Linked DNA regions of Sus scrofa: all the other regions are linked to region 5. A link is a contact called in public Hi-C and HiChIP or PLAC-seq data. All regions are on one chromosome and are shown on one strand. The core of a region is the stretch at or near the end of the contact, and the rest is flanking DNA. Distances in the headings are between cores, read along the strand shown.

Region 1 (6,181 bases), core at 1,799-4,298, 460 kb after region 5:
TGAAAATATCCCTTAACTTCAATAATAACCAGGTAAACACAAATAATGAGACATTTTTCAACCAGCATGCTGGCACAATATTCAAATGATTGGTTAATACTCAGTATGGTTAAAAATTTAGGGAAATAGTTATTCACTGCTGGGGGAGGTGTAAACTGGGTCTTTCTGTGTGGCAATTTGGCTTTACATATTAAAATCCTAAAACATGTTATTTTCGAGCCACCTATTTTACTTCTTCATATTTATCTTACAGAAATATTTTAGCATATGCACAAAAAAACCATATACATGGATTTTCATTGCAGCATTGTTGATAGTTAAGAAAAAAAGCAATGTTAACAGTATAAGATTTAAAAGAATTTATACCTATGAATATATAATAATATCAATAGTTAACTCTAGTACCCTCATTCAGTAGAATGCTACATAAAGGAAATGAGGTAGATTTATATATACTGACATGGAGAGATCTGAAAGACATAGTAAGTGAATAAAGCAATTAGAGTAATACATACAACTTATATTCATATTTTTAAAAAGTAAAAAAACATAACAAAGCTATGTATTTCTACATGGGTATATAAATATAAGAGGAATTTTACATTTATCTGTTTTGAGTGTTTTAGAATAATGTATTCATTCAAGTGTAATTAGGCAAACATTTTTTTTTCTTTTTATGGCTGCACTTGTGGCATATGGAAGTTCCTGGGCATTGAAGGTATAGCTGTGGCCTATGCCACAGCCACAACAATACAAGCCACATCGGCGACCTATGCCACAGCCTGTGACAATGCCAGATCCTTAATCCACTGAGCAAGGCCAGGGATTGAATTTACATCCTCATAGAGACAACACTAGGTCCTTAACTCACTGAGCCACAATAGGAGCTCCTATAGTTGAATTCTTAACCTGCTGTGCCATAGCAGGAACTCCTAGGCAACATTTTTTAAATGAAAAAAAGAACAAAAATGAAGCTAATTACATGTTAAATTACATGTAATTACATGTTAAAGAAAGGAATGTGTCATGTTGCCATTAAAATTATATTATGGACAAATAGTAAATGATATGACAAATATTCATTAGGTTATTGAATGTTATGATAACATTTTTGTTTAGAACAATAAATACATACACAATGCATAGAAAAAGGCTGAGGACATAAAACCAAAACATTAATAGTGGTCCTCTCTAGGTGGTAGGATTACAAGTTTTTTATCTTTTGGTATTTTCATATATTTTCTAAATAGTCTGCAATAAGAAAAAGAAACAAGAGGTGTGCGTGAGGGTATTGGTTGAACTAGGACTGTAAAAGGAGTGGAATTGGCAAGAGAAATAAAGGCTACTGCAGACTGAAATTAAAACTAGGATTGTAGGGTATGTGGGATTTTAGAACTAGGAGTTGGGGAACTAGACTTTCCGAGGCCTAGGAATCGACAGAAAAATTTAAAGGTTAGGCGTTAGCTAGAATTAATGCAGATGCTGTGAGAGATTGGAATTAAAATCAAAGTCCTTGTTGGACCTACTACATAGCACAGGGAAATCACCCAATACTCTGAGATGGCCTATATGGGAAAAGAATCTAAAAAAGAATGGATACATGTATATGTATAACTGATTCACTTTGTTGTACACCTGAAGTTAATCTAACATTGTAAGTTAACTATACTCCAATAAAATAAAAAAACAAAGTGTGCATTAAATTAAAAGGTTTTTTGAAAACTATAATAGCGATATTGGTGAAGGTATAGGAATATCTGAATACACTGGAATTCTAATATATTTCTGGTGGGACTGTTTATTGTTAACTGTTCTAGAGAGCCTATTCTATGTTTGGGGGGAGTGACCTTTTGACCCTAGCTACTTTATTTCTACAAATTTCTCCTTGAGAAGTCTCAGAAATATGCAAATATTTAGTTACATCAAATTTCATGTATTTCTTATAATTAAAAAAGACCTGGAGTTCTCTTGTGGCACAGGGGGTTAAGGATGTGGCATTGTCACTGCAGCAGCTTTGGGTTGTTGCTGTGGGGTGGGTTTGATCCCTGGTCCAGGAATTCCTACATGCCACCAGCTGCTTGGCAAAAAAAAAAAAAAAAACCAAAAAACCTGGCATTGAGGATTGCTTAAATAAATAATTAACATTATAATAGAATAACATTCACCCATTAAAAATAGCTTGTAAGAATATTTAATGGTCCGAGCTATCTCAAAGGGGCCTCCATAAAGCTGAGATTATACACAAAATTTTGTGTAAATATATTTGGCAGGCAGTAGATCCATTCATCAGATTCTCAATTTGGTGCATGAACCACTGCTCTGAAAGTGTTGGAATTAGAACCGGAGGGTACAATTAAAATTTTTATTTCCTCTATGTGTCAGTAGTACATCAGATAGTGATTTTGTCTGTATACTTTAAAATACTGAGTTAATACATACTTTTTGTTAAAACTTCAAGCCTTACCAAAGTATCTAGTTTTGACTCAAAGCTCCCTTCCCTTCTCACCCTCCAATTTCATTTTGCACCCCAGATGAAGCATGGTTAATGGGGTAACTCCTAACAGATTTTTATTCCTACGCGTTCACAAATGCAGATCCTCTATAAGCTCTTTGCCAATTGCACTGTCACCCCAAAAAATACCAAGAAGAAAAAGAGAGACTTCTTACTGAGGGTTCAGTACGTGCCTGAAGTAAGCGTTGTAAGGGTTTGCCCCTGTAAACTCACTGTGGTAGGCGCCCCCGACGTCTCCTGCCCTCCACACTGTGTCCCCACTCGCCCTCTTGACCCCCATTCTTCACTAGGCAGCTGGAGATTAATTTTTAAATGTAAATCAAATCAAATCATATCACCCTTCAGCGGTTTCCACCATGCCTCGAATCAAATCCCAATTCCTTAGCGACACTACTATCCTCTTTGGCTGCGTTTACTGAGCCTGGAGTAGCTCAGGCGCGGTCCCCTGCAGGGAACCCGGCTTCACCGCGGAGGGAGCGCCCTCCCAAGTGGCAGAGGCGGGGCTACTCGAGCGGGGGGCGGAGCCTCAGGCCGAGTGTGAGGAGAGCCAGCGGGGGGAGGTTTTCGGCGGAGGGCGAGCGAGGGGAGCAGGTCTAAAGCAGGGCCGCGGACTCGGCACGCTCCTGCGGGCCCCGCGGAGCTACTGCCGCCGAGGTGAGCGTCTTCCTCCGGGCTGAGGGGCGGGCTCTGTTCGCGCGGCCGTCCTCGGCTCCTCGCAGGGGGTTGTTCCCACGGGACCCTGCGCGGAGACGCGGAGGTGGCGGCCTTGGGGAGCCTGCGGGAGAGGCTGGTGAAGGGGCCCGGCGGCCTGCCTCAGCCCTCCCTCAAACCCCGCCTTCTCTCCCCTCCCCCAGGCCTCGGCCGGCGCCAGTGGAAGGCTCGCCGCATCTTCGGGGGCAGCCCGGGCAGCGGCTGGCAGCGCGGCGAGAGAGCGGCGGACAGTGGGGATGCGAGGTACCGGCATTAGTCTTGGCCAAGTGGCCCTAGAGAGGGAGTAAAGGCCGGGCCTTCTGCGTTTCTCTCAGGGGTTAAAGGAAGGCGGCCTCAGAGAAGGGGGAAGGTGAGGGGCTGGCAAGCAGGCTTCGCGGGTAACTACTAGGCGTCGTATATGTATGTTTTGGTATATAAATGGTACTACACACACACGCACACATTCATTTCGGCTAACAGCTTTTTAAAAACTTAATACGTCTTGTAGATTTTCCTATATCAGGGAATCTAAATTTATCTCATTTATAAACAGCTGCATTGTATGATTGTACTACAGTTTATTTAATCATTTCCCCATTGATGTACATTGGCTTGTTTCCCTTTTGGGGGAGGGAGGGGGCTATTACAAGCAATGCTATAATAAATGGGATTGTATATATACATATATATGTATATATATCTATATATCATGCACATGTGTATTTCTGTGGGAGAAATTCTTAGAAGAGTAATCGCTGGGTCAAAGTGTATATGCACTTTGAATTTTGATAGATTTGTCCAAATTGCCTTCCCCAAAGGCTATACTAATTACACTCTTCAATGTTGTGCGAGCGTGCCCATTTTTCCACAGTTGTGCCAACACGAATTATCAATTTTTGTAATTTTGTCTAAAGGGCAAAAATGGTATGTCATTGTTTTCATTTGCATTTACCTGATTACTAGCGAAGTTGAAATTATTTTTTATTTGTCCGATTGCAAAAGTAAACAGGCAAATATCAATAGTCTTCCTATCTATAAGCAATAAGCATTTTGGAAATTTAATACCAAAAAAAAAACCCTATTCTCAATAGCAAGAAAAACGAATAAAAATACCTAGAAGTAAACCCACAAAACTTTATTGAGGAATATAATGAAAGAACGTTTGCATACATGGTGAAGGAATACCATGCTTCTGGATAAGAAGGCTTAATTTTGTAGTGGTGTCCATTTTTCCTATGTTGATTTACACAATTCATGCAATTTCAATAAATATACCAAGTGTTTGGAACTTAATATGATTCTAAAGTTCATCCAGAAAAAAGATGGCAAAGAATAAACGAGAAAATATTTTAAAGATAAGTAAAGATGGGGGTATTTGTACTACCAGCTATTAAAGTGTACTCTAAAGGAACAATATATAAATTAGAATAGACAGAACAATGCATTAGAATAGGAAAGCCCACAAATCGAGCCAGATTGGAATCCTGGATTTATTGGAGAAATATTGTTGGCTAGAGGTGGAAAAACTGCCATATTAAAAGCTTCAAGCACGCATTCCCCCCCCCCCCTTGGAAGCTTGAATTTTCCTTTGAGGGCAGACTCCTTTGTTTGGAGAAAACCACTTTATTGAAGCTTTTGGTTGTGCCAAGGTAGAGCCTCAGGAGTTAAAATTAGTGGCTTTGGAGCTAGAACTAACGATATGAGCCTTTAGTTAGATTAAGATGGATTCAGTAGCCTGCAGTGCGGCGAGGGAAGGAGTCTGGATATTATCGGTCTTAAATTTTTTTTTTCCGATCTAATGGGCAGAAATTGTTATGTCATTGTTTTCTTTTGCATTTGCGTGTTTATTGTGAGATTTGAACGTCTTCTATGTGTTAGTCCAAGATAATATGTAATTCCTGGAGGAAGCTAACAATGGGAGATCTATTGCTCCTCTTCCAGAATGGAGTTTGGCTAATTGGTACAGCTCTGCCCGGAAGCGTGAGAATAAACAGGTTGACTTTTTAAATTTTCCTCAAGCACTAGGCTCTAGACACCTTAGATCGGGGGCGGAGGCAGTTTTCAGGACATGGCCGAGATTTGGCGCTGAGCTGTGTCATCGCGAGGTTTGGCAGCCAGCTCCGCAGTGGGTCGGAAACCTCGTGGTAGGCGAGATCCCTGCAGGACGCGAGTTTCCTCCCTTCCCCTGAAAACTCCCAGTCATTTTCGTGGGGGCCCCGCCTCTCTCCTTTTTAGGAGCGTGCCCCAGGTCTCGCGAGATCTCATGTTTCCTACAGGCGAGGCGAGGGCGGCATCCTGCGGTGAATTCGAAGGTCTCGCGGAGACCAAAACGTATTATCGCGATAGTTCTCATGGCGCATGCGAGAGCTCCCGGCGGCAGATTGGCTCCGCCCCTCGATGCTTCGTGAGGTTGTGCGTCATTTGCTTTTTGCTTCGCGTGGGGTGAGAGCGGAGCCGTAGCGACTTCAAGCTTTGGTGGGAGGAGGGGTCTGGGAAGGGCTGGGCTCAGGCTGTTCCCGTCGGGTAGAAGCTCTCGCGGGATCGCGCGGAGGCGGCCGCGGCTGGGCTACAGACTGCAGTAACCGCGGAGGCGGCCGCGGCGTCTTCGGCTCGTGCTGTTCCTACCCGGTGAGTTCTCGCGGGAGCGGGGTTACGTACTCGTGGGATCCGTTGGCGGTAGCGGAGGTAGCTCGGGGGTGTGGGGGGGCAGTGACTAGGGTCGGTCCGCCTGCTGTTAAGATGGCGGCGGAAGCTGATGTCTGTCCGGCCAGTACCCGGGACTGAGGTGTTGGCGTTTGTGACGCCTCTCAGGTACCCGACGTTAAGGAGGTGACGATTGGCGAAAAGCAGAGGTGCCAATAAGCCTAACCTGAGGCGAAGACCACCTCGCCTCTAGTCGGTTGAGGCGACACCATTTCCCGGGCCTCAGCCGCGTGTGGGCCCGCCTTTACCCCACCAATCGGTCAACGCCTCCGTTGT
Region 2 (6,035 bases), core at 297-2,796, 350 kb before region 5:
GTGACATTAGTGCCATACTAACAAAAGGGCAATTATGCAAACTTCTATGAATGGGGTTTGCACTCTGCCTGCAGTGGGCTATTCCAGACTCTTCCATGGAGATGGGATGAGCACAATCTGCTTATCTTGCATGTGGGCTGAAGTCAGCAGTGTGCTAATATTGAAAGAAATAGGACCTCTGGTTCTCTCCATGTGGGAAGGGGGAATACAGCTATAAATTCAGTGGAATGGCCCTTACACTAGGGGAGCAGGGAGTCCTGTTTGTTTTTTCTGGCTAGAGAGAAAAAGATCTGAGCTCCTCTACCTTGGATAAAGGAGGGTGTCCATATATGCACACACTGTGGGGTGATCAATGATGTCACTGCCTCTCAACATTGCAAGGCTATACCTTTCTATTCCCTTTTCCACAGCTGGTGATGCTAAATCCTTGGGGAAAGGGGGAGAGGAGGGATGATCTGTGTCTACCTAAAAAGATCAAATCTGAGCCCCTCTATTCTGGAGGCCCCAGGAGAAGCAGTTCTGACTGTCCCTTCGTGGGTTAAGATCTGTTGCTGTTTGCTGCGGGGCATTTTTGGTGGGTCAAGCCTTTACAAATTTAGTAAGCCAGAGCCTGGGGAGGGTGGTCAGGTCTGATTTTCCACAACGGGGTCTCATTCCAACCTAGGAGGGGTAAATCTACATAGTTCTCCGTGGACGGAGGCTTGTGCCTCCAACCACATAGGGAGCGGTGGTCTACCACCTCTGCAGGAGCAGGGGCGGGGCATTAGTCAATTAGTTACACGGAGGCGAGGCAGGGAGGTCTCTAGGTTTCGACGGTAAGGAAAGGAGGCTCACTCCTCTGTATATTAAAAGTTTCTGAGCTGGTGGTCGGGCGAGGGTGCGAGTAAATAAATCAGAACTTCGGTCCTAAGGGAAGGTGCGCAGAGGTGAATCTGTGTGCCTCAGCGCCGGTATAAATCTGCGTCTTTCACCCTCATGAGGAGGGAAATGTGTCTCTCTATACGAATGGGGCTGACATCGCCACACCTTTATGGTATCCACGCCTGTCTACACAGGGAGAGTGGGGAATGGAGCCTCAGTATTCTAAAAATGAGGCGGGTACTCCACACAAGCGGGGTCTGTAACTCTCCATACAGTGTGTCCAGGGGTCTACACTTGTCTAGGTGGAGTGGGTCGATGCCCCCTACCCCGCAAGAATGCATTTGGGCGCCTGTCCACGTGCGGAGCAATCCCTGTCCCTCATCTGGGCCCTTCTACCCTGGAAGGAACGCCACTCTTTACCTCTCTATTAAAGAGCAGAGGGCACCTTTGCTTGCACCCCAAATAGATGATCCTTTCTGCGCAGCTGGCTGGGAGAGCACTCCCCACGAAAAAAAGAGAGTCGTCTCTTACCTCCGCTTCCGGCGGAGATCCGAGTGGAGAAGACAGCGCAACCCTGACGGGCCAGAAGCTGCGCTGCTGCCGCGAGGCTCCGACTTCCGGATCCCAGCCTCGCGGCGCAGACTCCTTCCGCCCAGCGCCTCCGGGGGTGGGGCTTCGGATTGACGGCTGGCGCACGCCCATCCCTTCTGCGCGGCCGCACTAGCCCCACCTCCCGGCCGCCTGGTTAGGTAAGGAAATAGCTGAGTGGGGAGGCCGGCAGGCGGGAGAGGGAAGCGGCGGTTGGCTTGTGTGGCCATATAAGCTACTTATAAGCCAAGTCTTGTCTGCGGGCCTGTGTCTGGGCTTAAATATGTGTGTTCTCGAATCTTAGTAACCAAGTGATCGCCAGGACCGCATCAGACAAGGGTGGGGGGTCGGTGCCTTTGTCTACAGTGGAAGATGGCGACTGGCAGGGTGTGAGAAAATGGCCGCCTGGATCACATGTTTTGCTGAGTATTCCCACCTGAAGTGACTGGGTTAGCTGCTCCCAGAAACCCTTCCGGCTTGCAGGGTCCCAGACAAAGCTTGAAGAAGCCACTCCCAGCTCTTTCTGCAGTAGATCCACGGCCAGACACAGGAACCAAACAGCTGGAAGCCTCTCCCACTCTTTTGCCTTCTTCCCCTCCTCCCTCCTTCCCTTAGGCCTCAGAGCAGCCTCTGCAGGAGAAGCTGGATTTATATCTCTGGAGTAGGGGCAAGTAAGGGTTTCTTCAGAAGCCATCTCAGGGAGCTCCAGACCTGGCTGGCGAATAAGGTCTCCCCCTAAAAACAGTAAATATTAGTCTGAAAATGTCTTCTTCCTGATAATTTAATTCCAGCCCGTCCTCTTCCTCAGCCTAAACTCTGGGATGAGGCTGAGCCCTATCCCAAGGATATGTTCCTCAACCTCTAGCATATCCAGGCAGAAAATGGCTCCCTCTGCCTACTCCTATCCCTTACATACACAGGAATCACTGCCCCTACATCCATGGAATTCTTCTAACCCCTTACCCCTGAGAAACACAACTCCTGTGGACCCGAAGCCAGCCCTGGCCGCCTTCACCTTACCCCCTGCATTAGCAAATTCTTCCGTTTTCTTTAAGACCTAACTATTCAGTTCTGTGAACTTTCCCAGCTGAATTAGAAACTCAGAGCACCTTGTTACATTTATCACTTAGTATTGTAATCGTTTATGTGTCTGTACCTCCACAGGAGAGTGAACTCCGTGAGAATGGGAACCATATATATATGTAATATATATTTGAGTGAACTCCATGAGAATAGGAACCATAAATATATAATATATATTTGAGCCCTCTGCAGGACCCAGCACAAGACTAGTACACGGCAGACTTAAGCAAATGTTTATTAAATAGGTAAGTTTACAGGCCTGTACTACAAATCAACGGGAAATGGACATTTTAGTAGATAACGTTGGGCAATTTGGCTTACCAAAATGAGAAAAATAAAACTGGATCCATGTTTATTTTTACATGAAAGGGTAGAGAGTGTCTTATGACCTAGGATTGTGGAAGGACTTTTTTTTTTTTTTTGTCTTTTCTAGGGCCACACCCACTGCATATGGAGGTTCCCAGGCTAGGGGTCTAATCCAAGCTGCAGCCGCCGGCCTATGCCAGAGACACAGCAAGGGGGGATCTGATCCGCATCTGTGGCCTGCACCACAGCTCACAGCAACGCTAGTTACCTGACCCACTGAGCAAGGCCAGGGGTCAAACCCGAAACCTCGTGGTTCCTAGTCAGTTTTGTTTTGTTTTGTTTTGTCTTTTTGCCTTTTCTAGGGCCACTCCCGCGGCATATGGAGGTTCCCAGGCTAGGAGTCGAATCGGAGCTGCAGCTGCCAGCCTACACCAGAGCTACAGCAACGCGGGATCCAAGCCGCGTCTGTGACCTACACCACAGCTCACGGCAACGCCGGATCCTTAACCCACTGAGCAAGGCCAGGGATCGAACCTGCAACCTCATGGTTCCTAGTCGGATTCGTTAACCACTGCGCCACGACGGGAACTCCCCTAGTCAGATTTGTTAACCACTGAGCCACAGTGGGAACTCCTGGAAGGACTCTTAAAAGTCCCAAATGCACAAACTATAAGGGAGAAAATTGTAATGAAATCCTTGATAGGAATGAAAATTGGTATTACTACTTAGGAAAACAATGAGGAAGTAATCAGAATAGTTGAAGATGGCCCTGGGACCCAGCAGTTCTATAGAGATGTGCATGTATCAGCTTCAGAATCACTGGGAGGGCTTGTTAAAACACCATTGGCTGGGCCCCATGCCCAGAATCATGTTTCTGTAGTAGAGTCCAGGAATTTGCATTTCGGGTTTTTTTTTAATTTTCTTTTTTTACATTATAGTTGATTTACAGTGTGCTGTCAATTTCTACGGTACAGCAAAGTGACCCAGAATGTGTATCTGTATATATATATACATTCTTTCTCTCAATTATCCTCCATCATGTTCCGTCACAGGTGACTGGATATGGTTCCCTTTGTTGTACAACATGATCTCATTGCTTACCCACTCCAAATGCAATAGTTTACATCTATTAACCCCAGACTCCCAGTCCATCCCCCTCCCTCCCCTGCCCCCCTTGGCAGCCACAAGTCTATTCTCCAAATCCATGAGTTTCTTTTCTGTGGAAAAGTTCATTTGTGCCACATATTAGATTCCAGATATGTGATATTCTGTGGTATTTGTCTTTCTCTTTCTGACCTAATTTACTTCGTACGAGAGTCTCTAGTTCCATCCATGTTGCTGAAAAAGGTATTATTTTTGTTCCTTTTTATGGCTGAGTAGTAGTTCATTGTGTATGTATAGGAATTTGCATTTCTAACAAGTCCCGAAGTGATGATGATGAAGCTTCTGCTGCTACTGCTGCTGCAAGTCCAGGTACCACATTTTGAGAGCTACTGACAGAGAAAATGAAATTATCAAAGAATTTAGTTTTCTTCATTGTGCTTTTGTGTGTTCTCCATGTAGTCATTGACTATGTATTATTTTAGGGTGAGGTTTTTGTTTTTTAAATTTTCTTTTATCTTTACTTCCCACTCTGATTTCCCTCCTTTAGGCAACCATTCTAAAAATGTTTTATGCATATCTTTTTGTTTATATATGTTCTTACAAAATATGCATTGCTCCTTTACATGTGTATGTTCCTCTAATTTTTTAATTTTCAATTTTTCAAAATTCAGAAAAATTGAAATAGGTCAATGAAAGCCCATATACCCTTAATATTTTGCCAAATTTGTTCTACTTCTCTTTGTGTGTATATGTATACATCTTCTTGCAGGCAGTATAACACCTTGCCCCTCGAAATTTATGTGCTAGAATAAGGACATTCTCCTACATAACCACAATACCATTATACACACCTGAGAAAACTTACTAATTCAATAATACCATGAAAGATACCCTGTGTTCAGATTTTCCAGTTGGGCCCAAAATGTTCTTAGACCTGCTCTAATTTTTTGTAAAGCTTTATTGAAGTATAGTTGATTCACAAGGTTGTGGTAATTCCTGCTATACCACAAAGTGATTCGGTTATACATGTACACACATCCATTCTCTTTCAGATTGTTTTTCCACATAGATTATCACAGAATATTGGGTGGAGTTCTCTGTGCTGAATAGCAGGTCCTCGATGGCCAATCATTCTATATACCTCAGGGTGCATATGACAATCCCAAACCCCCAGTTCATCCCTCTCCCCCTCCCCAATCTGTCCCCTTTGGTAGCCATAAGATTTTCAAAGTCTGTGAGTCTGTTTCTGTTCTGCAAATACGGGCATTTGTATCCTTTTTCTAGATTCCACATATAAGTTATATCATATGATGTTTGTCTTCTCTGACTGGCTTAGTTCACTTAGTGTGATAATCTCAGGTCCATCCATGTTGCTACAAATGGCATTATTTCATTCTTTTTTTTTTTTTCTTTTTTTTTATGGCCTCACCTGAGGGATATGGAAGTTCCTTACTAATTCAATAAGAGCATAAAAGATACCCTATATTCAAATTTTCCACTTGGGCCCAAAATGTTCTTAGACCTGCTCTTATTTTTGGATCTCAGTATTTAACCAAGGTTTGTGCATTATGTTTAGTTGTTGTGGTACTTTAACCTCTTTTAATCTAGAATGGTACCTCTATATTTTTTGTATATTTGATATTACACTGATCCTTTTGAAGAGTCCAGGCCAGTTTCCTGTAGAATGTTTGGATTCATCTGCTCTTTCCACATGATTAGATTCAGGTTAAATAATTACAGCAATAACAGTACATAGGGGATATCATTTAGTTCATATTGTTATCTCCTCAAGAAGCACATAATACTAGGTTGTCCCACTATGGAGAATGTTTTTGCATTTTTGTTTTATATAAATGGTATCTTACTCCATTTCTTACTTTTTTAAAATCCATTGCTTTTAACTGCTCATGCAAACCACAGTGTGCCTTCACTACATTTTCCGTGAATATTCCCCCAATGATGGATAGGATTGCCTCTAGCTCCATGATACCACAAATAATACTGTGATAAACATCCTTGTGCATGTCTCCTCGTTGGCCTATATGAGAATTTCTTTTGAAACATATACCCAGGAACAGAATGATTACATCATA
Region 3 (5,966 bases), core at 3,447-5,946, 330 kb before region 5:
TTTGCTATTTCTTTGGGTCGCTTCCGCGGCACATGGAGATTCCCAGGCTAGGGGTCGAATCGGAGCTGCAGCCACCGGCCTACGCCAGAGCCACAGCAACGCAGGATCCGAGCCGCGTCTGCAACCTACACCACAGCTCAGGGCAACACCGGATCCTTAACCCACTGAGCAAGGGCAGGGACCGAACCCGCAACCTCATGGTTCCTAGTCGGATTCGTTAACCACTGCACCACGACGGGAACTCCTCAATCTGTTTTGATATCACATGTCATGTAGCCTCTGGAAAACTCCACTCTACACACTTGAGAGAATGAGAGTAAAAGAAACAAATAATCTTTCTAGTATTATGGTTTTGGCTCCCCCTCCCACCATCCCTTCCCCCCAGGATCCCCACACCACACTGTGAGAACCAGTGCTCTGGGACAGACACGTAAAATTGCTGGTCCTACCTAGAATAGTAGTTTTCAGCAACTAAAGCAATGTTCAGCTTTACTAGAAAATATCCAGCGTTTTCCAGAGTGGTTATATCAATTCACTTTTCATTCATCCTTGGTTTTTTTGTTCTTTTGTTTGTTTGTTTTTGGTCTTTTTGCCTTTTCTAGGGCCACTCCCGCGACATATGGAGGTTCCCAGGCTAGGGGTCGAAATTGGAGCTGTAGCCGCCGGCCTACACCACAGCCACAGCAACGTGGGATCTGAGCCTCGTCTGCAACCTACACCACAGCTCACGGCAACGCCGGATCCTTAACCCACTGAGCAAGGCCAGGGATCAAACTGGCAACCTCATGGTTCCTAGTCAGATTCGTTAACCACTGCGCCACAACAGGAACTCCCCCATCCTGGTTTTTACCCCAGCACTCCTCCAAAACTACTCTATCAAGGGCACTACCAATAACCACATTGCTGTATCCAATGGATCCTTTTCAATCTTCACTTTAGTTGACTTCTCAGAACACTTAAAATATTCCTAGCAGTTCTCTTGTAGTACAGTGAATTGAGAATCTGGCGTCACTACAGCAGCTTGGGTTGCTGCTCTGGTGCAGGTTTGATCCTTGGTCTGGGAACTTCCATATGCTAAGGGCACAGCCAAAAAGAAAAAAAAAATCCCTGACACACCCCTAGTTATGTCCCTGTTCTTTACCTTTTTCAGTCTCTTCACCATCTCCTACTCCTTCACCCCACCTGTAAAGTGGAAATTCCTCAGAGCTCAGCCTTGGATCCTCTTCCTTTCTCCTTGCTCTCAGACTGACCTCTTCTCTCATGGTTTTTAATGAGTCTCTCTATTGCCAACTTTCACTTATATCTGAAACCAGACCTCTCCCCTGGGATGTATATACCACTATTTACTTGACTTCTTCATTTGGCTATCTCAAGGGCATGTAAAACTGAACTCTTGATCTTCCCCAGAAAACGTTTTCTTCTTTCCTTCTACCTTATCTCCATGAATGACCTGGCTTCATATCACCAGATCCCTGGGAGGCATCCTCAATTCCTCCCTCTCCCTCCTACCCCAAGCCACCAAACCAAATCTTTTCAATTCTAAATATCTCTCCAATCTGTCTACCTCTCTCCATCTCCACTTCCACCACCTGAGTCCACTCACCATCATCTCTGATTGTAGTAGACTCCTAATCTTGTCCACCTCCAATCCAATCCACAGCGCCCAATGTAATCTTTTTAAACATCAACTGTACTATGTCAATCCCAAGCTTAAAACCTTTCAATGTAGTGTATTTCAGCATTTAGGGAATGTGAAGTATCTACAAAAGAGATGCTATTTCATCATGATCATATATGATGTAAATTCAAGCAAAAGTTTCCTGAAACATGATCATGAATCCTACATACTGTGATACATTTTGATATTTTCTATTCTTTTTTCAAAATGATTTCAGTACCTTCTGCAATTTGACCCACATGTAACAGCCCTGATTCAGTACCTTTTTATTGCTCGTAGAATAAGATCCATTCTCCTTACCATGGTCTATAAAGCCCAACCTAAGCTAGCTCCTGCCTACCTCTTCAACTTCATATCCCACCCCTCTTGCCCTCAGCTCACTACGCTCCAGCCACACTGGCCTTCCTACAGTTCCTAGGTATACCATTTCCCTTTCTTCCCAGGGCCTTCTCACTTGCCACAGCCTCCACCTCGGGACAGTTTTGCCTCAACTCTTCATCCTTCATCCCTAACTCCAACTCCTTCACTTAGCTTAAATATCAGGCCTTGCCTGACCCTCAGGCTAAATTGCCACCACCCCTTATTCTTTCCTATCACCCTGTTCCAGCTCTATATTTTTATCACAATTTATAATTTTGTGTGTTTATATGTTATAATTGTGTATTTTTTTTACCTCAAGTCCTCTCCAGCACCAGATTGAAACTCTGAGGGTGGAGTTTGTTTACCACAATCTTGTTCATGTCTGTCTTATTTATCACTGCATAAGTAGCGCCTCACATGGTGCCTGGCCCAAAGTGTGTGCTCAAAAGGCATTCATCAAACAAGCAGAGATCTGAAGAACAAATGAAATGGAACTGGGGAGATGTGGAGAGAGTTTCTTCCAGATCCAACAGCATATACAAAGACTGGGAAGTCAGACTAAGGAATAGTCTAAGAATTTCAGCTTTGACTCAAGCATGGAGTCTGGAAACACTGCAAGGGGTCAAATCATGAAGGGCCCAACTTAACCTTCCCTGTTGAGGAAGTTGGGTTTTCTTTTGAGCCAACGGGGACTCACTGAAGGGTTCTAAACATGAGAGTGATATGATTTGTTTTGCCTTTTCAAAAGATCACACTGTCTACAGTGAAGAAACTAGATTACAAGGAACAAGACCAAACGGAATCTGGGACAGTATACAGGGTAGAAATGGTGCTAGCCTAGATTAGAGTAGTGGTAGTGAAACGAAGAGACTACAATTGGATTGTGATGATCATTATACAGCTACAGATGTGATAAATTCATTGAATAATGAAAAATAAATAAAAAGAGACTACATAAATAAATTTGGGAGATATTCAGGAGATAAAAGGGACAGGACTTAGTGGTTGCATGGGGGTAGAAGAGAGAGAATAGTCAGGGGTGTAGCTCAGTTTTCTGCCTTAACTGGGGTCATTCACTAAGGTAAGGTACAAAGAAGGACAAAAGGCTGGGAGGAGGATGCCTTGAGTTGGAGAGAAACTGAGGCTTTAGGTGTCTCTAGGGTATTCGGGTACAGCTGCCTGTTAACCTGTTGAATGCATAGGTCAGGAAAAATATCTGGACTTCAGGTATCAACTTGGGAGCCATCAGCAAAGAAATGATAATTGAAGCCATGAGAATGTTATAATCATAGGAAAGAGCAGAGAGAGAGAAGACAATAGAGCTCAGGGGAAACCCTAAAGAGTGCCAACACTGAAGAGTTGGACATGGAGTTCCCTGGTGGTTCAGTGGGTTAAGCATCCGGTATTGTCACTCCTGTGGCACAGGTTCAATTGCTGGCCTGGGAACTACCATATGCCACTGACATGGCCAAAGGAAAAAAAAAAGAGAGAGAGAGAGAGAGAGTTGGACAAGGAGGACCCTGGAAAGTAAAAAGGAATTACCAAGGAAGTAGGAAAAAAACAGTGTGGTGTCATGGAAGTGGCTTAAGAAGGAGGAAGTGGTCACTGGGGCTAAATGCTACCAAGAGGTCCAGCAGGATAGTCTCTGAAAAGATTCTACTGAATTTAGTGACACATGGCCAAGGCAGACCTTGATAAGAAGAGCAGCATTAGGCAAGTAGTAGAGGCAGATTGGAGTGGGTTGAAAGATCAGTGGGAAGTGGGAAAATTGAGTTAAGTGTAGGCGACTCTTGAGCCATTTATAGAGAGAAGAGAGGGAGGTGGCTGGAGAGGGAGATTTTTTTGGTAATTGTTTTTAGATAGAAGAGACCCGAGTATGTTGAAATGCTGGTGGAAAGGAGCAAGGGAAGGACTCTTGTAGGTTTGGTAACAAGAAGTCAAAAACTTCCTTTTTGGTGACTTCTGTTTACTCTGTGAAGTAAGTAAGTAAGTATGAGGGTTAGGGGGCAGATGGAGAAGTTGGGAGTTTGAGGAGAAGGGGAGGTTAGAAATAGCAGTTGTGGAGCTTGAGAGAGAAGGCTGCCTGGGGATGCATAGTAGGGTTGTGGTTCAGCACCAAGGGCCTGGTAAAGACTAGGTACTATGAGTTTATATTGGCTTGTATCTGTGAGGTTGAATAGTTTTCTTCAGCAGTGTTTAGCTGCCTGGGCGCAGGCATAGAAAAGGCGGACAGTTGGACAGATCCAAGGTTGGGATGTTGCCAGGCGGATGCGACAACTCCTGGGAACTGGGGCTGTTGGCAAGAGAATGGAAAAGTAAAGGACCACGGGGTCTGGTCTGAGCAGAGTGAAGATCCCTATGAGCCAAGCCCTAGAGAAACTCTGGAACATGTGGAAAGGCTTCTGGAAAGAAGATTGAAGGACAAGCAGAGGGAGGCAGATCTGAGATGGGACAAAAAGGCAGATTTGGGGTGTTGAGCCCATAGACTTGCTTGTATGGTACCAGGGAGAGGTGGGAAAGGCCGGAAGAGGGGGAATTTTTAAGGGGAAGGAGGGCCTTGAGGGCGGTCTCTGGGAGAATTGAGGCCGGCCTGAGTGAGGGGGCGTGGCCAGGCGCAAATCCCGGGCGAGGGGGCGGGGCCCGGGTAACTGGGTCCCAGCGCCGCTGTGGCTGCGGCTGCTTCAGCGAAGGCTCCCGCCTCCCCACCCCCTTCCCCCGGCTCCTTCGCGCCCGCTGCCTCGGAGACCCAGGCCGAGGCTGGGGAGGACGGTGGAGCCCGGCCCAGGCTGTTCCCCTTCCCCCGCGGCTGGAGCATCATCCGGAGGGATTGGCTGAGGAGGAAGCCCCGCAGCCGGAGCGCGCGGCGCACACGCGCGCCCCCCGCCTCCGCCGTCCTCTCCTCCCTCCCTCCTCTTCCCTCTCTTCCCCTCCCCTCCCCTCCGCCCCTCAGCCTCCGCTGCGGCGGGAGGAAGAACCCTTTCCGACCAGCCAGGAGAGCCCAGATCGATTCCCATTTGGGGAGAAAGAAGAGACCCCGCACTCGGAACAGACCGTCGCTCGTCCCGGGGCCGCGGAAGTGGCTCGCCGCTTACGAGAGAGCCCGCGCCTAGCGCAGCCCCCCGACCCTCACCCAGCCGCTGCCGCATAGACAGCACTCCCCAGCGGGCCCCCGGCCCAGCCGAGCCCACTCCCCGCGCAGGGCCCGGGCTGGCGATGCCTGGCACCGCAGCGGCGGTGGCCGCGGCTGCTGCTGGTACTGCCACCGCTGCCACGGCTGCTGGCCCGGGCCCGGGCCGGGGGCTCGAGTCTCCGCAGTGGGGTTGAGCCCGCAGCCCCGCCCCCCGAGCCTGAGGCCGCTGCTCCGCCGGGCGCCGGGCCTCCTCCGCCCGCGCCTCCGCCCCAGGAGCTGGAGCCAAGCGGGGAGCCCGGGCCCCGCGCCCAGGCCCGGACCATGCATGGCCACCGAGCCCCGGGGGGCGCCGGGCCTTCCGAGGCCGAACACCCAGCCGCGAACTCCCACGGCGCCGCTACACCGGCCTATGCAGACTCGGACCCTGGAGCCTCGGATCCCGGACTGCCAGTGCCCAGGAGCTCAGGCTCGGCTCTCGGCAGCTCTTTGGATCCCCAGTTTGCCGGACCCTCGGACGCCAGCCTGGGCGTTGCTCCAGGCCCCCGGGTCTTGCCCTGCGGCCCCAGTCCACAACACCACCGGGCCCTGCGCTTCTCCTACCACCTGGAGGGCTCGCAGCCCCGGCCTGGTGAGTGATCGAGAGCATGGAAGCCCGGGCCATGGCCCTGGGAGCGGGTTCTTGTCCTAGGGCCTCTAAGCCCCACCTCGGGGCCGGCCCGCTCACCCGAGCCCTTCCAGTCTTCTCAACCCCCAGCCTTGTCCCTCATTTCTCGGCCTTCTTCCAATTCTTTCAACCCC
Region 4 (6,152 bases), core at 892-3,391, 280 kb before region 5:
TTTCATATTCTGCTTATAAGACGTAACTGTCCTGCTGGACTTTAAGGGAAGCTATTCATAGAAAAATCATGGTAAACAAGTTTCTTTTTGGTGGTTCTTATCAGAACCTTTAATATGATAATGATTATGGTGACTCTTAAGAGCTGAAGAGCTTTTTTTATATCATGTGACTGGAGAAGTGGTTTCTTCACTGAACACCTAAAAAGAACTAGTCTTCCATAGCATATATTTTTGACAAATGCTGGCCTAAAGGATAAAATCAAAGGCCCACAAATCCTTCCATGTTTCACCCTTTTCCAGGGGCCTCCCCAACCAACCTCCAGCCTCATTCTCTATCACTCCCCCCTCCCACACCCCCACAAGCACACCATACAGCCCTACTCTAACACTGAGCTCCCTGCCACTTTCCAAATATAACACATAATCTCCTCATACCACAGAACTTATTTTTGAGTGTTGCTCTGCCTCTCCCACCTAGTTAACTCCTTCTCATCCCTTAAAACTCACCCAAAAGCCACCTTACCCTAACAATCTCCAAAAGAAGCCTCTTCCTCAGTCTCACATTACCCAAGCACCCTGAGATCTTTATTAGAACACCTACCACCCTGTGAGTAAAAACCTATTTACTTATCTAGATCCCTCACCAAATAATAAATTTTTTTCAGAGAAAGGTCTCTGCCTAATGCCATCTCCAAGGCCAAGAAAACTAAGTGAATAATTTAAAAAAAATCATACTTCACAAAAGATCACCTAAAGGGCCCCTATTCTTATAGAACCTACAAGACACATCAAAGGTGTAGATCTCTGCTGTCCAAATAATCAAATGTGGTTACTGAGCACTTAAAATGTGGCTAGGCCAAGACAAATTGGGATGTGATAAAACTGCAAAACACCCACCAGATTTTGAAAACTTAATACTAAAAAAAAATGTAATACATCTCGTTAATAATGTTTTATATTGATTACATGTTGAAATACTTTGGATATATTGAGTTGAACAATATTCATTTCACCTGCTTTTTATATCAAAGTGGTTGCTGAAAAATTTTTAATTACATGATGTGACTGGCATTATATTTCGATTTGGACAGCGCTGGTGGATACTTTCATATCCATGTTACAAATTAGGAAACTGAGTCTCAGGGGAGTAAAACGACATATCCAACGCGATACAAGGAGTCAATGGCATGGCCCTAAGGCACTCGAACTCAGGATTCAGACTCTGGTATCAGCAGACAATTGTTCAAGAGGAAGTGCAGATTCACCAAGACCGCCCTCCTCCCCGCGCCCCTAAACAAGTCCTAGGGCCTTAAATTCACTCACCATTGCGGAAGAAATACTCCTCCACTGCACCCCCTAGCCACTCAGCCTTCTCCTGGCTATGCACACCTCCAAAGCCGTTCTCCACAGCGATCTGCGAACACAGGCCCGAGCCCACCACGTCAGCCCAGGAACCGGCCTGCGGTGGCGCAAGGGTCCGCTTCTGACGCCGCCCAACCAACTAAGCCTTGGGCAGCTCACCGGCCAACTCCTGTTCTGGCCCGGTCCCTAACCTTTGTTCCAGCTGTGTCCTCGCTCACCTGCAAGGCGGGCCAAGCCTCCAACGCTGCGCGGATGCCAGCCCGGAAAAGCGTTAGAGACTCCTCTGCAGCGCCCGCCATCATCCTGCTGCGGACCACGTGACGCCCAAGCAGGCCAATCCCTGCGCAGCACCGCCCAGGCAGAAGGAGTAGGAAGCCAAGCTTGAGAACGCAGATTCTCCCTTTCCGCTGATCTGGCAGCAAGACTAGAGCAATAGAAAAGTCTGTCGAGTAATCGATGACACCGCCCGGGTTACTCAAGAAGTGGAAGACGCTTGGGGCCGAGAGTTCCGGACCCGTGGGTATTGCGCAGAAAAGATGTGAGGAACTTATTAAAGATAAAGGACAGAGGAAGCAACCTCAGGTAGCATAGCCTAAAAGTCTGCATTTAGAAATGCATCCTAGGAGTTCCATCTGTGGCTCAGCGGGTTAAGACCCCGACTCATCTCCATGAGGATGCGGCTTCAAGCCCTGGCTTCGCTCAGTGGGTTAAAGGATCTGGCGTTGCCGTGAGCTAAGGTGTAGGTCTCAGGCACAGTTTGGATACGGCGTTGCAGCTGCAACTCCAATTCGACCCCTAGCGGGGGAACCTCCATATGGTGTAGGTGTGGCCCTAAAAAATAAATTAATTGATTGATTAAATAAAATAAAAAAGAAATAAATAACAGAAAGACATTTGTGAAATTCACAAATAGGTGGGAATTAGTACACTTCTAAATAACTAATGGGTCAAAGAAAAAAAAATCGGAAGACGTCTTGAAATGACTTGAAACTAAAGCAGGGCAAGGACCAAAATTATGATCAGTGCTCAGGGTGAATCCACACTTTGAAGGGCCTGAGGCAGATAGAATTTTGTAAGCCCTCTTTAAGAAAAATAGTACAAATTTAGGTGTGCAAGTAAGTATAGCTTTAGATTTATAAAAGAAATTTTTAAATTTACAAATTCCAATTTTTTTTGGGGGGGGGAACATGCCTGTGACATGTGTTAGTTCCCAGGCTAGGGATCCAGCTGGCACCACAGCAGTAACCAGAGCCACAGCATTAACAATGCTGATCCTTAACCCACTGAGCCACTAGGGAATTCCTACAAATTCCAATTAAAAAAACCTGACAAATACCACAAACATCCTCAAAACTAGAGAAATAAAATAATTGCCTGACTCACCTCTCTACTAATTTTTCCTTTATTTTTTATTTTATTATTTTTTTTTGGCTGCCAACATTTTGATATCTTCCTGTAAATAAATAGGACAATTATTTTATAATAACATTTTCAAGAGAGAATAAAAAGAATTCAATTGCATTCAGTTGATCAAAATTTTTTATTATTGTAGTTTAGAAAAGTTTCAACTTCACAGCTCATTGTTAGTAGAATAAAATTTAAGATTGTGTTAAATTTGGGGAAACCTCTAGTTTCTTTTACATGTGAGCTATAAAATTTTATGGTACTTTGTTTTTGTGCAGCAATAATTGTCTCAAATTGACAATGCTCAACAACCAGGGGCTTGGAAGTGTCTTGTGTAAGTGTGAGTTACTAGAGGCTTAAACTTTTAGTTATATTATTTCTGTGATAAATCCATCTCTATGCAATGCTAGAGGAGAAAGGAGCACAGGAAGCTATGGGAGTCCAGCAGAGGGGGTTTCTGATCCAGCCTTGGGAATTATGGCAAATCTCTCAGAGATAATGCCTCTGACTTAAAAGTTTGAGTGGAATTTTCCCAGGGGATGAGGAGTTTGTGTATTTGAGGATAGAGGTATGTTTCTAAAAGAAAGAAAGTCTTTCATGCTGAGGAAACAATCTATACAAAGAAAAAGAATCAGGAAACAACATGCTGTTTGATGATAATTACAAGCATTCCCAGACTGATAATCTCAGGAGGCATAAACTCCTACAGAGCTCTAGAGATTCATTCCTGCAGACTCAGCAATTTAAATTTGAGTTCAAAGAAGCCCAAATAAAGAAACTGAGATTAAGCACTTCCCTGTGAGTTCCCAGGGCCTCAAACATACCTGGAGTAGGGAAGATTCTTATCACCAGTTGTAGGGTATATGTGTTGAGTTTTCCCACACCACCAAGCGATTCTTCAGTATCAACTGGGTGTCCTACAATTTAACTCAATTTTGATACTGAAACAGAAGGGAAGGGGGAAGGGCACGAACTTTAAAAAAAAATGACAGAGCTGTTGAGGATACACAAAAACTGGTTAGAACCAATCAGGTCCAAGATGGTGGAAGATTCAATTTCCATTAGACCTTGAGCCTCATTATGCACTCATTGTAATACATTAACAATCCCCTCCTTTGGGTTTGATTAACTTGGCTAGGTTCGCTCACAGAACTCAAAGATTACTAGATTATCTGTTTATTATAAAAGGATATAATTCAGGAACAGCCAGATGGAAGATATCCATAGGGCACAGTACATGAGAAGAGGCAAGGATGCTTCCTCTGAGCGTACCACTCTCATGGCATCTTTTTGTGTTCATCAACCCAGGAGCTCTCAAAACCTGTTCTTTTGAGGTTTTATGGAGGCTTTGGTAAAGAGGCATGATTGATTAGGCCATTGGCTATTGGTGACTGAACTCAAACTCTAGCCTCTCTCCCCTCCTCTAGGTGGAGGGGTGGAAATGAAAACGCCAACCCTCTAATCTTTTATTTAGCTCCACAGACAACCAGCCCTCACCCTTAGGTTACCTAGGGGAATTCCGAAGGTCATTTTATTAACATAACAAAAGACATCTCTTATCACTCAGAGGAAATTCTGGAGATTTTAGGAGCTCTGTGCCAGGAAGTGATTGAAGACACAATGTATATTACTTACTATAAATCACAATATCACAGTAGACCTGCTAGAAATTCCCACACATGGAACCCAATTCTGAGTTCCAACAAACCAAGGTCTCTGAAAGAACCCTGAGAATTAGCCTTGAGACTGAAGTCCAAAGTTGAGTATACCAAGTGACAGACTTCACATTTTCTGTGCCTTGAACCCATCTAGCAAGCTGGTGAAGCCAATATATTTCTTCCTGGAATAATGTTTTTAAACGCATAAAATAAAATATAGAATTACAGAAGGAAACCAATTATATTAAAATAGTTACCAAAATATTATAAAAATTAATCGTAACATAGGTTTCTTTTCTTTTTTTGGTCTTTTTGCCATTTCTTGGGCCGCTCCCGCAGCATATGGAGGTTCCCAGGCTAGGGGTAGAATCAGAGCTGTAGCTGCTGGCCTAAGTCAGAGCCACAGCAACACGGGATCGGAGCTGAGTCTGCAACGTACACCACAGCTCACGGCAACGTCAGATCCTAAACCCATTGAGCAAGGCCAGGGATCGAACCGCAACCTCATGGTTCCTAGTCGGAATCGTTAACCACTGAGCCACAATGGGAACTCCTAGGTTTCTTTATCAATGCATTAAATATTATGATCTACTAACAAGTTAAATGACTACTATGATTTCAAATTAATTATGAATGTAAACAATATTTTAAGAGCTCTGATAGGAAAAATATCTGTACATTGGTGACAAAGTCTTTTGTACTGCCAGTACTACTGTGGTTGGTTGCCTACATACATGATTTTTTTTTTTTGTCTTTTGTCTTTTTAGGGTTGCACCAGCAGCATATGGACGTTCTCAGGCTAGGGATCCAACCAGAGCTGCAGCCGCCAGCCTACGCCACAGCCACAGCAACACAGGATCGGAGCCCCATCTTAGACCTACCCCACAACTCACAGCGACACTGGATCCTTAACCCACTGAGCGAGGCCAGGGATGGAACCTGAGTCCTCATTGGTACTAGCCGGGTTCATTAACCACTGAACCACAGTGGGAACTCCTCTACATACATTATTGAAAGAAATGCCAAGCTTCAGTGGAGGGTAGTGAAAATAAGATACATTTTTTTTTTAGCATCCAAATGCTCAGACACTAAATTCTATGCATGACACTTTATAAATCCATAAATGCCAGGTTAAATACAGCTAATCTAGACCCTACTCTTGAGGGACTACTTCAGTTAGTTTAAGCCTTCAGAGTAAGATGAGCAGATTAATATGTCGGAGACTGAACTCTCAAAACCTAAATCAAAACTTAATCCCCAGCATGAGACCTCAGACTGAGCTCCAGACAAGTGTGGACTGAACTGCCAAACTGAACTGCTAAAGTGTAAATGCAGAGAGTGCCTCTGGATGAATATTTTCAGACTAGGACCCAGCTTGGGTTCTAAGACAGAGCCAACCAGACAGAGATCCCCAGATAAGATCATCACATCAAGAAACCCCAGGCATGACTCCTCAGGCTAAAATACACCGGATTTAGCCCCCAGTATCTGAGCCTCCCAAAGCTAGCCAGACGCAGCCACCTAGACTGAGTCTTGAGCCTGGCACTCACTTGGAGAGAGTTTCAGCCATATCATAGATGAAAACTGAAGCTTCCATATTGAATCCTCAAGTGTCTCAAGAGTGAACTGTCAGCATTAAACCCTCAAAGTCAGATTCCCCATACTGAGCCTCCAGGCAGAGTCATAGGACTAAGACACCAAACGTAGCTCCTTGAAGGAGAATGGGGG
Region 5 (5,949 bases), core at 2,291-4,790:
TAAAAGTGAGATGCTCACCCCGAGCGGGAATAGGATTCTCGCCATTTGAAATCTTATATGGAAGGCCACCTCCACTAATCAGTTTAAAAGGAAGCACCAGGGAGTTGGGAGACTTGGAACTACATAAACAATTACAAGGACTGGGGCTCACTATTTTTCGGATACATAAATGGATCACAGACAGAACACCTGTGTCCTTAGGTATAACAGTACACCCCCACAAGCCGGGGGACCAGGTGTGGATAAAGGACTGGAAAAAGGAGCCTTTGAGGCCGGTATGGAAGGGCCCCTATACTGTAATTCTAACCACCCCCACTGCTCTTAAAGTAACAGGAATAGATGCTTGGACCCATCATTCTAGAGTTAAACCGGCTGGCCCAGCTGACGACCGTGGAGAGTGGGAGACTGCCCTTAATCCGGAGAGACCTCTTCGCCTGACAATACAGAGAAGGAGACGAAGATCTCAAAGCCCTGCTCTGACTGCACCGGAAGCTGGTCAGTCAACGCACGGCTGAAGCTTGAGAAATTGGCTGCCTGTGAGCCCAAATGGAAGGAGGGTTTCAAAATAAACATTCACATTGACGGAAAAGGCCTTGACCCTGGAGCTGTGCTACATTTCCAGAGAATCACGTTTGTGCTCCAAGGTGCCTCTCACAGGGTCTTTCATTCCTTTTATAAAGAGATAAAAAACACCCCACCTCCCATTCCGGCCACAACTAAGAACTTGTTCTTAGCCCTGGCAGAAACTATTGCACAAATTCTCAAGGTCTCCTCTTGTTATGTATACGGGGGAACAAACACAGGAGACCACTGGCCTTGGCAAGCCAGAGAACTGGACCCATTAGAACCTCATAATGAGACTACATACCCCCAACTCACCGATGGGGTGTGGCTCCTCAGAACTGCTATTATTGGGAGAAATTGTCTTGCGAGGCGGGGAGGACGGTTTAATGTTTCAGTTGGAAGCCTAACATGTTTAGGCCTAAGGTATTATAATCTGACTGCCCAAAAGACTCAATGGTGGTCATCCTCCAATCTCTCAGAGCCCAAACCTAATCCCTTGTCTAACTTTTCCCTCCTTTGACAAGCATGGAAAGATATCACTACTAATATCCAGTGGTGGGCACCAAAGGGATTATATTGGATTTGTGAAAAAATGGCCTATTCCATACTCCCCCCAAATTGGGCTGGGACATGTGTACTGGGAACAATCAGACCCTCCTTCTTCCTGCTCCCACTGTCACTAGGGGAACAACTGGGAATTCCTATATATAGGGCACAGGGTGCCCAGAGAGACCGGAGGGCTCTCCAAATTGGAGACTGGAAAGATGATGAATGGCCCCCAGAACGGATAATTCAATATTATGGGCCTGCCACCTGGGCAGAGGATGGCTTTTGGGGATATCACACCCCTGTCTATATGCTGAACCACATCATCAGACTACAGGCGGTTTTGGAACTTATAACAAATGACACTGCAAGGGCCTTGACTATATTGGCCCAACAATAAACTAAAATACACAGTGAAATCTACAAAAATTGCTTGGCCTTGGATTATCTACTTGCTTCTAAAGGAGGGGTTTGTGGAAAATTTAACTTACGTAATTGCTATCTACAAATAGATGACACCGGAAAGGTGGTAGAAGAAATTGCTGACCTCATGACTAAACTTGCCCATGTGCCTGCACATCCTTGGAAAGGACGGGATGCAGACAGTCTCTTTGGTAAATGGTTTTCTTGGTTGGGAAAAATTAAGACAATGGTCGGAATAATCATGGTTATACTCACAGGGTGCCTACTTATTCCCTGCCTTGTACCTCTCCTGATAAGTATTATAAAAGGTTTTATAAAAACCATGCTTTAAAAAAAAAAAAAAAAAACAGCCTCTACTAATTAGGGGTACCAAAGGGTTCTGACCGATGATGATCTGTAAAGGGTGCAGATGCACCCTGAACATCAAGAGGCGGGGAATGAAATGGAGTTTTAACTAAAGGACAACCCCCCCCTTGGCTAAGAAGGCAGCTGAAAGCCTTTCCAGCTGTGCTCATCACTATACCACCCTTCCTCTAATAATGTAACAACTGTGTGTCCTATGTCCAAGCCAGAAGCCCTGCTAATCAGGTACCCAACATTGCGTATCAGTTCTGCTTCTGTAACCTTGCCTGCTCAGTTTCTTAGGGAGGAACACTGTCTGCTTGGGGATGGGGGGAGGTCCGGGATGCTTACATGGGAAAATCAAGACCTTGTAGTGTATAATAGTTACTGAGAACAAAGACCTGGTGCTCAGACTCTGGAGGTGACTCCTCTGAGCCCACACTGGTGCTGAATAAAACTTGCTTTTCCATATCTCCGAGTGCTGTTTGTCTCCTTCCGTTGCCACGGTTTTTGCGGTTTCCGCAACAGAAACAGTGGGCCCCAAAAGCCAGTCAGTCAAAGACTGGTGCTCTATCAGAATCAACTGAGGAGAATACTGAAAATAATTTTTTTTAAAGATTAAGATTCAGTACGTCTGGAATTGGAGCCCTTACTGCTATTTTGTGAAAGCTCGAGACATTGATTCACAATGTTTGCAAACAAAGGTCCTAACATTGTAGGACAGGGTAGTTCAGTGAATACCAGAAAGGTACAACTTGTAGTTTAATTTGTGTAGGAGCTTATCTCCCTGATCAAAGAGATCCTGAATACAATCGATTTCACTTTGTCTCTGCATTGGGCAAATAAGTTTAACCATTCATAAATTGGGTCCAACAACTCTTCTTCAAAGAATTACAGTAGCTAAAGGTTAAGGGATTGTTACAGAAATATTTATGGTTAGTATTTTTACATTTCATATATGTCCTTTCTCATTCATTAAAAGCTAGTCCCTTCCTCCGAAGGAAAATTCTTCCTCCTGGGGAATTTTAGCACACTTTGGCTGAATTCAATTAATCCACTCTACTTCCTTTCCCATGATGCATCATTCCAGCTCCTCCGCCCCGCCTCCTTTTCTGGCAAAGTAATAACCTAAAGCAATTCGGTGAAGGGCACAGTTGGAGTGCAGATCCTAAACGCATAGCACGCCCCTCCCCTTGAGCCCCAGTGAACGCAGTAGTAGACAGGGATGGTAATCTTGTTCCAACATTGTACCCCGAGGCCGTAGAAGAGACTACAACTCCCAGGATGCCCCGCCGCCCCGCCCCGCTCCCCCTCCTCCAGCTAGAAAGTGTGTACCATAGAGAAGAGGAGGCAACATGGCTCCCGGAGGTGGAAGGAAGAGGTTTCACCCCTTTTGAAGAGGAAGAGCAGCCGGAGAGGGACAGAAAAGAGAAGTCACTAGAGCCCGTCATCGCTTTTATCCTTCCAGCCTCTCCAGCGTCCGGTCGGCCTCATCCCTCCTCTCCACCCAAATCCAATCTGTGGTCTCCTCCCCACCCCGCCCTCATTTCCCCGCTCGCTCACCCCTCCCCTCGGGACGCCTTTTCCCGCCCCTCGCCCCCCGCGGAGTGCGCACGCGCCCGCCCCCAGCTTCGCGCCCAGATCGCTGTCTAGCCTGCTCGCGCAGCCGCCGTCTCCTCTGCCCACCGACGAAGCATGGGCGTCCAGGGCTTCCAAGAGTTCCTGGAGAAGCGCTGTCCCGGGGCCGTGGTGCCCGTGGACCTTCTCAAACTCGCGCGCACGGTCTCGCGCCAGCAGCAGCAGCACCAGCATCGCCAGCTGCCGCCTACGGCAGTCCTAGCGCCCGGGGCTCCACGCGCCGCCAGAGGCTCCGCGCCTCTGCAACCGCCGCTCCCGCCCGCCGCCTTCGGTGCCTACTCCGGGGGCGCAGGGCCAACTCGACACCATCACCCCGCTCACCACTTCCACCACCACGGCCAGGCGCACCCGGGGCTGCACCCGCCGCCGCCGCCGCCGCCGCCCCCCCTCCGCTGCCCGGGGCCCGGGTGTTGGTGGACGCGGGCTCGGCGTTGCCGCGGCTTTATGGCGGCTACCAGACGGATTGGGTGTGTGGCGGCCAGTGGAACGCCATGCTGGGCTACTTGTCAGCGCTCTGTCAGGCTTGTGCCTATCCCGGCGGCGACGGCCTGGAGCTGGTGGTTATGTTCCCCGGGGGCCTGGGCAAGGACCGGCTGGCCGAGTGGGGCCGTCGGTGCCAGGCCGAGCGGCAGACAGCGCAACTGATCGTGGGACACGTGGGCAACAAGGGCACCCCTCCTCCACGGGCCTGGTTCCTGCCACCGGCCTGCCTGAGCCACTGCGTGAGGCTAGCGCTCATCCGCTTCCGGGTCAAGGTGAGGGAGGGGCCGGATCTTAAATAATACGCCCATACCTATTCCCTCCCAACTAAACACCTAACCACCTACCCACTTACCTGTCTCCCATCTGCCCATTCACCGCCCAATCAGCTAACCCACTTGCCTAACTACCCTCGATCATTTTATGCATCTACCCAACCCTTCATACCATCCCCTACCGATTCGCTCACCTACATAACCACACCTCTCTACCCATGTCATCCCAATAACCCCCTTTACCTTCACTTAATCCAAATGGCCTATTCCTAGGTTTTAGCAGAATTTCTTTGTAGCCCCATCTTTCTCCTGTTGTCTTCTGCCTCAAGCTGAAATTCCTTTTTTCCAGATTTTCCAGTTGACCTCCCTCTTTGTCTTTTTCCAACCTTGCAGCAAATCAATTAAACGTGCTAATTGAACACCTTTCTCTTACAAACTTTTACCTGAGTTTTGAACCAGTGCTTCTTTCTCACCCATCTGTGTAGCCTTTTTCATTTCAACATGTTTCTACCTCATCTTTCTTTAGCCTAAACAAAACCCACTAATTCAGTCACTTTTCAGCAAGGTGTTAACCTACTCAGAGGAAGGGATTTAAAAGACTTGTGAGACACGGTTCCTGCCCTTGGAAAATCAAATATATACACATGAAACATTTATTTAATGGTATAAATGTGTATGTAATTATGCTTTATGGTACAGGTTATAAGTACAGTACCTGTTTTGTGTGAGAATATGGGAGGATATCGGTATGCTAAAATGGGCAGAGGAAGCTACCTTGAAGAAGTTGGACCTCACCTGGGTCAAGGATGAATTGGATTTGAATTGGTTACAGGTTTGGGAAGGTTTCTTTAAATGGAAGAAAGAAAATGAGCAGAAGCAAACAGGCATATCAAGTATGTGAGGCCCTTTGGGCAATTCAGTACAATCTCTGCATGTAGTTGGTCACTGCATATGGGGCCTGGGGAACAGCTTGGCAGCATCCCCAGTTCTTGGCACAACTGCTATTGCTCTGTTGCTTTCCCATACTCTTAGGTTTCAAGTTCCTACGTGTAGGGAATAGCAAGGCTTGAGAAGTAAAGGAGGTGGGCAGGAAAAAGAAAAAGTTGTACAGGGTTGGATAGGATGAAACCACAAGCCCATTCCCCAACCAAGGCTCTTAGAGATGTACTCATTGTCAGAAGACAGGACATGGAATTGTGGGAATCATAAACTAAATAAATGGTGCTGGGTAGAATAAGGAGGAAAAAAAAAATCTCAGCTGAGAGAATAAAAGACCTGCATAAAGATACTTGCAGTGGCCATAGAGTTTGTGACTAGAATCCAGTCATGCTAGATTCCTTGTGCCCAGCATCTAATCTATGCCTAGGCCGGGATAACTGTTTTTTTTAATAATTGAAGAAAATCCAGGAGTTCCCGCTGTGGTGCAGTGGATTAATGATCTGGCTTGTCTCTGCGGTGTTGCTGATTCAGACCCGGGCCCTCTGCAGTGAGTTAAGGATCCAGAGTTGCTGCAGCTGTGGCATAGGTCACAGATGGGGCTCAGATTTGATCCCTGGTCCAGGAACTTACATATGCCGTGGGTTTGGCCATAAAAAAAAAAAATCCATCTTGAGCTACCTCAAACATACAAACTAGAAAAAAAATATTTATCAGACACTTGTTTGCTTACCCTTCTGACTGA

The links. Hi-C and Micro-C count contacts between places; a contact is called where the count stands out from the background. HiChIP or PLAC-seq counts read pairs in DNA pulled down with a chosen protein or histone mark.
Region 1: a Hi-C map of liver shows a contact between it and region 5, with 6 times the contacts expected there. The contact joins the promoter of HUWE1 here to the promoter of FAM120C in region 5. A contact is called at or near these places in 1 of 5 promoter capture datasets (liver), 3 of 47 Hi-C or Micro-C datasets (heart right ventricle, liver and skeletal muscle) and 1 of 2 datasets of contacts at active chromatin or transcription factors (alveolar macrophages).
Region 2: a Hi-C map of liver shows a contact between it and region 5, with 5 times the contacts expected there. The contact joins the promoter of GNL3L here to the promoter of FAM120C in region 5. A contact is called at or near these places in 1 of 5 promoter capture datasets (liver), 3 of 47 Hi-C or Micro-C datasets (heart right ventricle, liver and skeletal muscle) and 1 of 2 datasets of contacts at active chromatin or transcription factors (alveolar macrophages).
Region 3: a contact with region 5 is called in an H3K27ac HiChIP or PLAC-seq map of alveolar macrophages. The contact joins the promoter of FGD1 here to the promoter of FAM120C in region 5. A contact is called at or near these places in 1 of 47 Hi-C or Micro-C datasets (heart right ventricle) and 1 of 2 datasets of contacts at active chromatin or transcription factors (alveolar macrophages).
Region 4: a contact with region 5 is called in a Hi-C map of liver, with 5 times the contacts expected there. The contact joins the promoter of TSR2 here to the promoter of FAM120C in region 5. A contact is called at or near these places in 4 of 47 Hi-C or Micro-C datasets (embryonic fibroblasts, heart right ventricle and liver) and 1 of 2 datasets of contacts at active chromatin or transcription factors (alveolar macrophages).

The regions. Positions count from the first base shown.
Region 1 is chrX:46,441,182-46,447,362 of Sscrofa11.1, reverse strand. It overlaps HUWE1 (E3 ubiquitin-protein ligase HUWE1), which reads left to right and starts at 3,048. Exons shown (of 85, transcript XM_013986152.2): 1 at 3,048-3,166; 2 at 3,367-3,466.
Region 2 is chrX:47,251,978-47,258,012 of Sscrofa11.1, reverse strand. It overlaps GNL3L (guanine nucleotide-binding protein-like 3-like protein), which reads right to left and starts at 1,546. Exons shown (of 16, transcript XM_005673659.3): 1 at 1,393-1,546.
Region 3 is chrX:47,230,386-47,236,351 of Sscrofa11.1, reverse strand. It overlaps FGD1 (FYVE, RhoGEF and PH domain-containing protein 1), which reads left to right and starts at 4,696. Exons shown (of 18, transcript XM_003135106.6): 1 at 4,696-5,796. The coding sequence starts at 5,490.
Region 4 is chrX:47,182,599-47,188,750 of Sscrofa11.1, reverse strand. TSR2 (pre-rRNA-processing protein TSR2 homolog) reads right to left here and starts at 2,141. Exons shown (of 5, transcript XM_001927898.5): 1 at 1,581-2,141; 2 at 1,324-1,414. The coding sequence starts at 1,664.
Region 5 is chrX:46,901,823-46,907,771 of Sscrofa11.1, reverse strand. It overlaps FAM120C (constitutive coactivator of PPAR-gamma-like protein 2), which reads left to right and starts at 3,540. Exons shown (of 17, transcript XM_021080777.1): 1 at 3,540-3,894; 2 at 3,897-4,268. The coding sequence starts at 3,571.